Linked DNA regions of Mus musculus: region 1 is linked to region 2. Evidence: chromatin contacts called from public Hi-C data. All regions are on one chromosome and are shown on one strand. Each heading gives the region's core, a stretch centred on a gene start, on an enhancer-like site or on the middle of the called end of the contact. The rest is flanking DNA. Distances are from core to core; before and after follow the strand shown. Region 1 overlaps Slc44a1 (solute carrier family 44, member 1). Region 2 overlaps Gm12496 (a long non-coding RNA gene).

The links. A called contact is a pair of places that touch in the nucleus more often than the background predicts.
Region 1: a Hi-C map of bone marrow-derived macrophages shows a contact between it and region 2, with 1.9 times the contacts expected there. The contact joins two enhancer-like sites. A contact is called at or near these places in 3 of 15 datasets of contacts at CTCF or cohesin (the G1E-ER4 cell line, the NIH/3T3 cell line and pro-B cells), 59 of 484 Hi-C or Micro-C datasets (3T3-L1-derived adipocytes, the AML12 cell line, B cells and 37 more) and 8 of 115 datasets of contacts at active chromatin or transcription factors (Th17 cells, bone marrow-derived dendritic cells, bone marrow-derived macrophages and 4 more).

What each region holds. Positions count from the first base shown.
Region 1 is chr4:53,462,959-53,465,819 of GRCm38.p6, reverse strand. All of the region lies in intron 1 of Slc44a1 (solute carrier family 44, member 1), which reads right to left. Among named protein-coding and RNA genes, the nearest start is that of Slc44a1, 24 kb to the right of the region's middle. Within about 2 kb of position 1,314, at least 9 of the 459 cell types and tissues checked have an H3K27ac peak or open chromatin away from gene starts, as enhancers often do. A contact at or near this core is called in 3T3-L1-derived adipocytes, beige adipocytes, bone marrow-derived macrophages and 1 more, where this site is marked.
Region 2 is chr4:53,383,244-53,386,478 of GRCm38.p6, reverse strand. All of the region lies in intron 2 of Gm12496 (a long non-coding RNA gene), which reads left to right. Among named protein-coding and RNA genes, the nearest start is that of Gm12496, 19 kb to the left of the region's middle. Within about 2 kb of position 1,633, at least 72 of the 459 cell types and tissues checked have an H3K27ac peak or open chromatin away from gene starts, as enhancers often do. A contact at or near this core is called in 3T3-L1-derived adipocytes, beige adipocytes, bone marrow-derived macrophages and 1 more, where this site is marked.

The sequences.
Region 1 (2,861 bases), core at 65-2,564, 80 kb before region 2:
CTTTAATAAACAACTTCTTACTTAACTACACATGCAGACTACTGTGTTCCACAGAACTTATTAATAAATGTAGTTGATTTTGTTTCCTAACTCACCGCTTACAGTCATTCTTCTTGTTTTTGGCTTTATGGCTTACTGCACTAATTAATCTTCTAGAACAATGTTAATGGTGATAATAATCTCAGTATAAATGTCTAACGTAAACTAAGTCCTCACTGTCAAAGACATTAAGTTACCTAACAAGTGAGTCTTGTTAAAGATGTAGCAATGGGTTTTATTTAAATACGTTAAGGTTTTTTGACATTTTATTTAATGTTATGTGTATGCGTGTTTGAGAGACTGTCTGTGTACCATGTGTGTGCACTGCCTGTAGAGACCAACAGAGAGCATGAGATTCTAAGGACTGGCACTCCAGATAGTTATAAGCTGCCATTGTGAATGCTGGGAATTAAAATGTCCTCTGAAAGAGCAGCCAGTGCTCCAAACAGTTGAGCCATTTTCATCCCCAACGCAACACTATTTGTATATGTGTGATTTTTTTAAAATTGCTTTTAAAACAGATGTTGGGCTTTTTTTCCACATTTGTTTTATTTTTATTTTTGTTTTTGAGATATCAAGTCATTAATGACCCAGAATAACCTTGAAGTCTAAATAGCCCAGGCTAGCCTTGAACCTGCAGTTCTGCCTCAGCCTCCCAAGTGCTAGATTTAAAAATATACACTATTATACCTCTCTTCACACTATTAAACTAATGTTATGGTATTTCTTGCTAAATGTCCACATATCTTCACGTGCAGTATTAGGAATAAAACCCCAGGTCTGCATGTTTGCTAGACCAGTATGTTACAACTGAACCATATCTGCAATCCCTGAGTATCTATTTGAACAAGAATCGCAAAGAAGCTGATCCTAGCTGCAGGTCAGACCTAAGAAACAACGAGGGCAGCAGTACAGTCGACTCTACAGTGTTTCCGGCCTCATACCCAACTGGCATCAGTCAGCATTATGTCCTAAGGTCACACTGGCTCCCAGGAGATTTTTCCCAGCATGCTGATGTGTTCAAGCAGAGGTAAGTTTTTTTCACTATTATTAAAGAGAAAGCATTGGCAACAGAAGACAACCTTGGGTGGGAGGATGGCTGGAGATCTACAGAAATGACTTCCCGGAGCTTATGTGGTGACCAACTCAGTGGCTTCAGAACACTGACTTCTTTTCAATGTGGGCTGCAGATGCAGAAGGAGATGCCCAGGCCTTCCTCTCTGTCTGAACTAATCAGGCTGTACACTAGACCAGCCCTTTGCCTCTTATGAAATGATGTATCAGAAGCAAGACTTCCTTCTCAAAGGACACAGGATTCCATAACATGAGATGACACAGACCTTCCCCAGTGTGAGCCTAGATAAACAACAGGCATAACTCTAGACAGCTGTTTATTCATTCGTACTTTTAGCAATTACTGGACTTTCTTTAAGCTTTCTTGGTTTAGTGTCCTACCCTAACTCTCTTTTCCCATCAACCCTATTGTTTCCAGTGCCTGAGTCTGCACATATGGAGTTATTCTAGGCTTCCCTACATAGTATGGTAGCAGAAACATTTGAATCCCTCATAGAAACAATTTGAACTGATGCCATCTTCTGCTTACTATAGGGTACTCTGATATCTGATAGGTAGGTAGGTGGATAGAAAGATAGATGATAGATAGATAGATAGATAGATAGATAGATAGATAGATAGATAGACAGACAGACAGATAGATAGATAGCGTAGAGAATGAGATAGAATATAAAAAGGTCCGTAGTCATTACAAATTCAAACACATTAAAATTTCATTCTTTAAAAAAATATTTATTTTCCTATGTGTGTGTACCAGGTTCACGCAGGTACCTGTGAAAGCTAGAAGACAGCCTTAGATCCCTTGGAGCCAGAGTTAGAGGGGTTGTGAGACACCCAGTGTGGGTCCTCTGAAAGCAGTCATAGCTCCCAACCACTGAGACATCTCTCCAGCCGTGAAAAGATGAAGTTTTTATACGATGTAAAGCATCCTAGGTCCCTGGTACCCACTACCTCTGACCTCAAGCTGCCCAGCCACTCTGGCGTTCTGACTGCCCTTTCTCCCTCTCAAACGCAGCTCTGTCTCTTCCGTTTTGACTTACTATCCTTCCTTTCCTGGCTATCAACCTAGTTTGTCTCTTCATTTCAGGGAGGCTTTTCATGAACACACTCACACACACATACACACACACTATGGTCGACGCTCACCCTCTTTCATACCTCGCTTCTCTCCATACAGTGAACATCTTTGTTAGCTAAATTACGGTATCTTACCTAGTCATAGATCTTTGTAGTCTGGAAGATCACCTAGGTATTCTGTGTTATATCCCAAGAATGTAAAACAGTTTCTAGCACATGAAAATGCTCAGTGTCTACTCACTGAATGAATGAATCAGGCTCGCTGTATGAGATGATGAACGAATTGACAGCTTACGACTGTGCCTCTTGAGGCTGTCACCTTAATCACCACAAATGCAGCAAGAATCTGGAGAAGATGAAGCGGACAAGTGGGCTTTATTTTACTGCAGACCTACAGCTAAGTTGGGAAAACTTGTTCCAGAGATTTATAGAGCCGTGTCTGCAGATCAAGGACACTGAGAATGACAGGGCTTTGAGTGGCTGGACTTGTCCGACCCCCTGACGACACACAAGATTGTTCTTCCATGATGTGACAAGACATCTGAACACACCACACTGACTCTGCTGAGGGTGGGGGACCAAGGCCAGAGCAGAGCTCGGGTTCACACCGGACGGACATGTGAGCAAGCAACTGGAGACTTCCCACAGTTACCCAGCCCCCCGGCCCCGTG
Region 2 (3,235 bases), core at 384-2,883:
GTAATGGGTAGCTATCAGTGAGTGACTTGGTGGCTGCCCTGGGACTCTTCCTCTTTTTATGGAGTCATGTCCCAGTTGTGGCCACCAGAGTGAATGAGTGAAGACGTATACCAGTTTTACACTAAATGTGCCTGGAGGGTTTATGGTCCATGGGAAGCCAGCTGGTGGCACAGAAGCAAGCAGGCAACGAAATGTTTCAGAGTTACCCAAAAGTAATAAGCCTTTCCCCACAAAGTTTCTAGTAGGTTATTTTTTTTTCACTGTAATATCTTCTTCACTCTCTGCCCGAATTAGCATCTACTTCCTATGGAAGATTAACAGCCATGTCCTGTAAGTGGGACTGTCACCAAGAAGGGTGGAAAGAGAATCCTCTCTTCCTTTTCTCCGAGGGACCCATTTACAAGCTGCTCTCCATGTGGCTGCTTGGCACCTTGGGTCCCAATGAGTCAGGAGAGATGCGTGGATTCTTCTGACATCCTGGAGCCAAGCATACAGTAAGCATACTCCTTCCCCAACTGGGACCTTCAGAACCACAGTCTTAAATACCAGACAGGAGAGGAGTATGGCTTCCAGACTCCTTAAACAAGTGGTCAGAAAGGTCCCCCATGATGAGGGAGCACGGACCTACCTTCAGCTGCCTCTACTCTTTAAAACAAAATATAACATGCTAGAGACTAAGAAGAGGCAGATGGGCTGCACGGGTCTCAGGCTGTATGCTGGAATAGACTGGAATAGAGCCACTAAGTCCAGTTTTGCTTAAGTGGATTGCTTTAGTTGAAGGCAGAGGAGGGGCGGCTGCCTTTGATGCTCTCAAGTTCCACGGTGTTCATTTCCTACAAGAGTACCTTAGGCAGGACAAGAAAGAGTAGCCTTGAGGGGTCCAGGACAGAGTAGAGACATTCTAGTGTCACAAGTTTTTGTTTTGCTTAATCATTATCAGGAAATAAAACTACACTGATGAATCCAACGCTCTTTCGCACTGTGTGACAATACTATTTTGTCACAGAAAATTAAATTGCCTCCTCTTCTCTCTCTCCTTCCTTCCCTTCTTCCCTTCTCCTCCCTCCCCTTCCCTCCCCTTTCCCTTCCTTTCCTCCTCTTTCCCCTTTTTTTCTTCTCATAGTGGGTTGGGTGTTGAACTCAGAACCTGGCACATGCTATCATTTAGTTGTGTTCTCTAGCAAATAAAATTTTCTCTCAGCTCACATTTCTGGAACTCTTGGGGGAGAGTTTGTAAACACAGCAAACCCCCAATTTAGCTGATCTCCTACAGTCTTCAGTAGCACTTGGACCCCGTCCTTTTGTTTTTCTTGACTGAAGTAGCTGGCACCGTTGAGTTGGCTAGCCATGCCTACGGTTCCCTGTGGAATGACAGTTTCCTGGGTCACTCCTTCCAGGCAGCCACACCCACGCATGCTCACTGAATGCAATTGTGCAAGCCCTGAACTTCTGACCTACATAGCTATTAGCTATGGGGGGGAGGGGGTGTCTTTTCAAGGCATACAGTGCAACAACAGAAAATGGGCACATTCGCGAGTCTTCCTCCTTTATTTCTCTGAAGCAACCAGAGAAAACCCATCGCTCAACTGTGGCTCTAGTGAACTGTGTCCCAGAAAGGAGCACCCATACTGCCCTCTGCTGTTTGCTTTTGATAAGACAGGTACTTGTGAGTGAACCACCTTTTCTGAGATGTGGGCAAGTAGAAGTTGTGGAAATATTGATGCCAACCTGGTATAGGAGTCTCTTTTCTTTGGAAGTAAACAAACATTCAACACAACAGTCCTACGTCCAAAACTCTTAGTGACAGGGAGAAATGAGCACACACAGCAAGGCATATGAGTGACAGGAAAAGGAACAGGGACCACCAGGGAAGATCGCTGATTGGAGACCAGCACCTTCCACTGCCCAGTTTATTTTTCACCCAGGCTTGCTGGGAGCTCAGAAGTATTGTACAGAAACCAGCTCTCTGTTAGCTCTAGGGCCCATGACTGAAGCCTGGAAGCCTGGAAGCTTGGAGAAGGTCCTGGTGAAGAGAAAGCTTGTTTCAGTTTCCATAGAAAATTATCTTCAATACCCCCCCAGTCCCCCCGTCCCCCCCCCTGCCGCGGTGAGCATAGACCCACATGTACCCCACACAAGGCTTAAAGGTTTCTGTGAGCCAGGCAAGCTCAACCGCGTCTTTACAGCCTTGTCTTTCATCTTTACAACTCTGCCTTCCGTCTTTACAGCCCTGCCTTCTGACTTCATAGGCCCAGCACCTCAGAGACTAGCAGGGCCTGAAGAGCTATATTTTGGGGGAATTATTGAGATTATGTTTATTGATCCAGTTTCATGCTGGACCAGGACAACATATGTTCACTTGACAGTTTTTTAATATTCATTCAGAAGTCAAGCAGGAGGGACCAGGCACTTTTGAATGTCCTCCTCATGACAACCTTGTGAGGTAGACCCCAATATTACCTATCACATGACAGAGACTAAGAAACAGGAAATAGTTTGTCTGATTGTAGAATTGGAATTTGAGTCAAACTTACAATTTATAAATGGCTTCCTTTCTTCCTTCCTTCCTTCCTTCCTTCCTTCCTTCCTTCCTTCCTTCCTTCCTTCCTTCCTTCTTCCCTCCCTCCCTCCCTCCCTCCCTCCTTCCCTCGCTCCCTTCCTTTGTTCTTCTTCTCTCTGTCTATGTCTCTCTCTCTGCTGTGCTGGAGATCAGCTCAGGGCTTAGTTTGCTCTATACCAGAGTTCATTGAACAACCCCCTGACCCTTCTTTTATTGAGACAAAACCTCACTGTGTATCCTACAGGATAGGTGTCAGGCTGGAAACCCCAGAGTGTTGGTATGACATGGAGTTCAAAGCTGAAGGTCGACTGCTGGCTTTAAAAGACGAGGGTTTGTTTCCCTTGACCTTCACATTATGGAGGGCAATCTGTTTTACTCAAAGTTCACTGATTTCATTGTTCATCTCACCCAAAAACACCCTCACAGGAACAGCCAGAATATCATTTGCTCAAATGTTTTGGGTCCAGCAAGCTGATACATTAAAAATTAACATTTAATTAAAATTAAAAAATCACAGATGATAAAATTGACTCTGAGTCCTTAAATAATGAGATATCTGGGGCTGGAAAGATGACTCAACATTTATGAGCACTGGCTGCTCTTCTAGAGATTCTGAGTTCAGTTCCCAGTAATCGCACGATGGCTCACGTAATTCTCCGTAACTCCAGTCCCAGG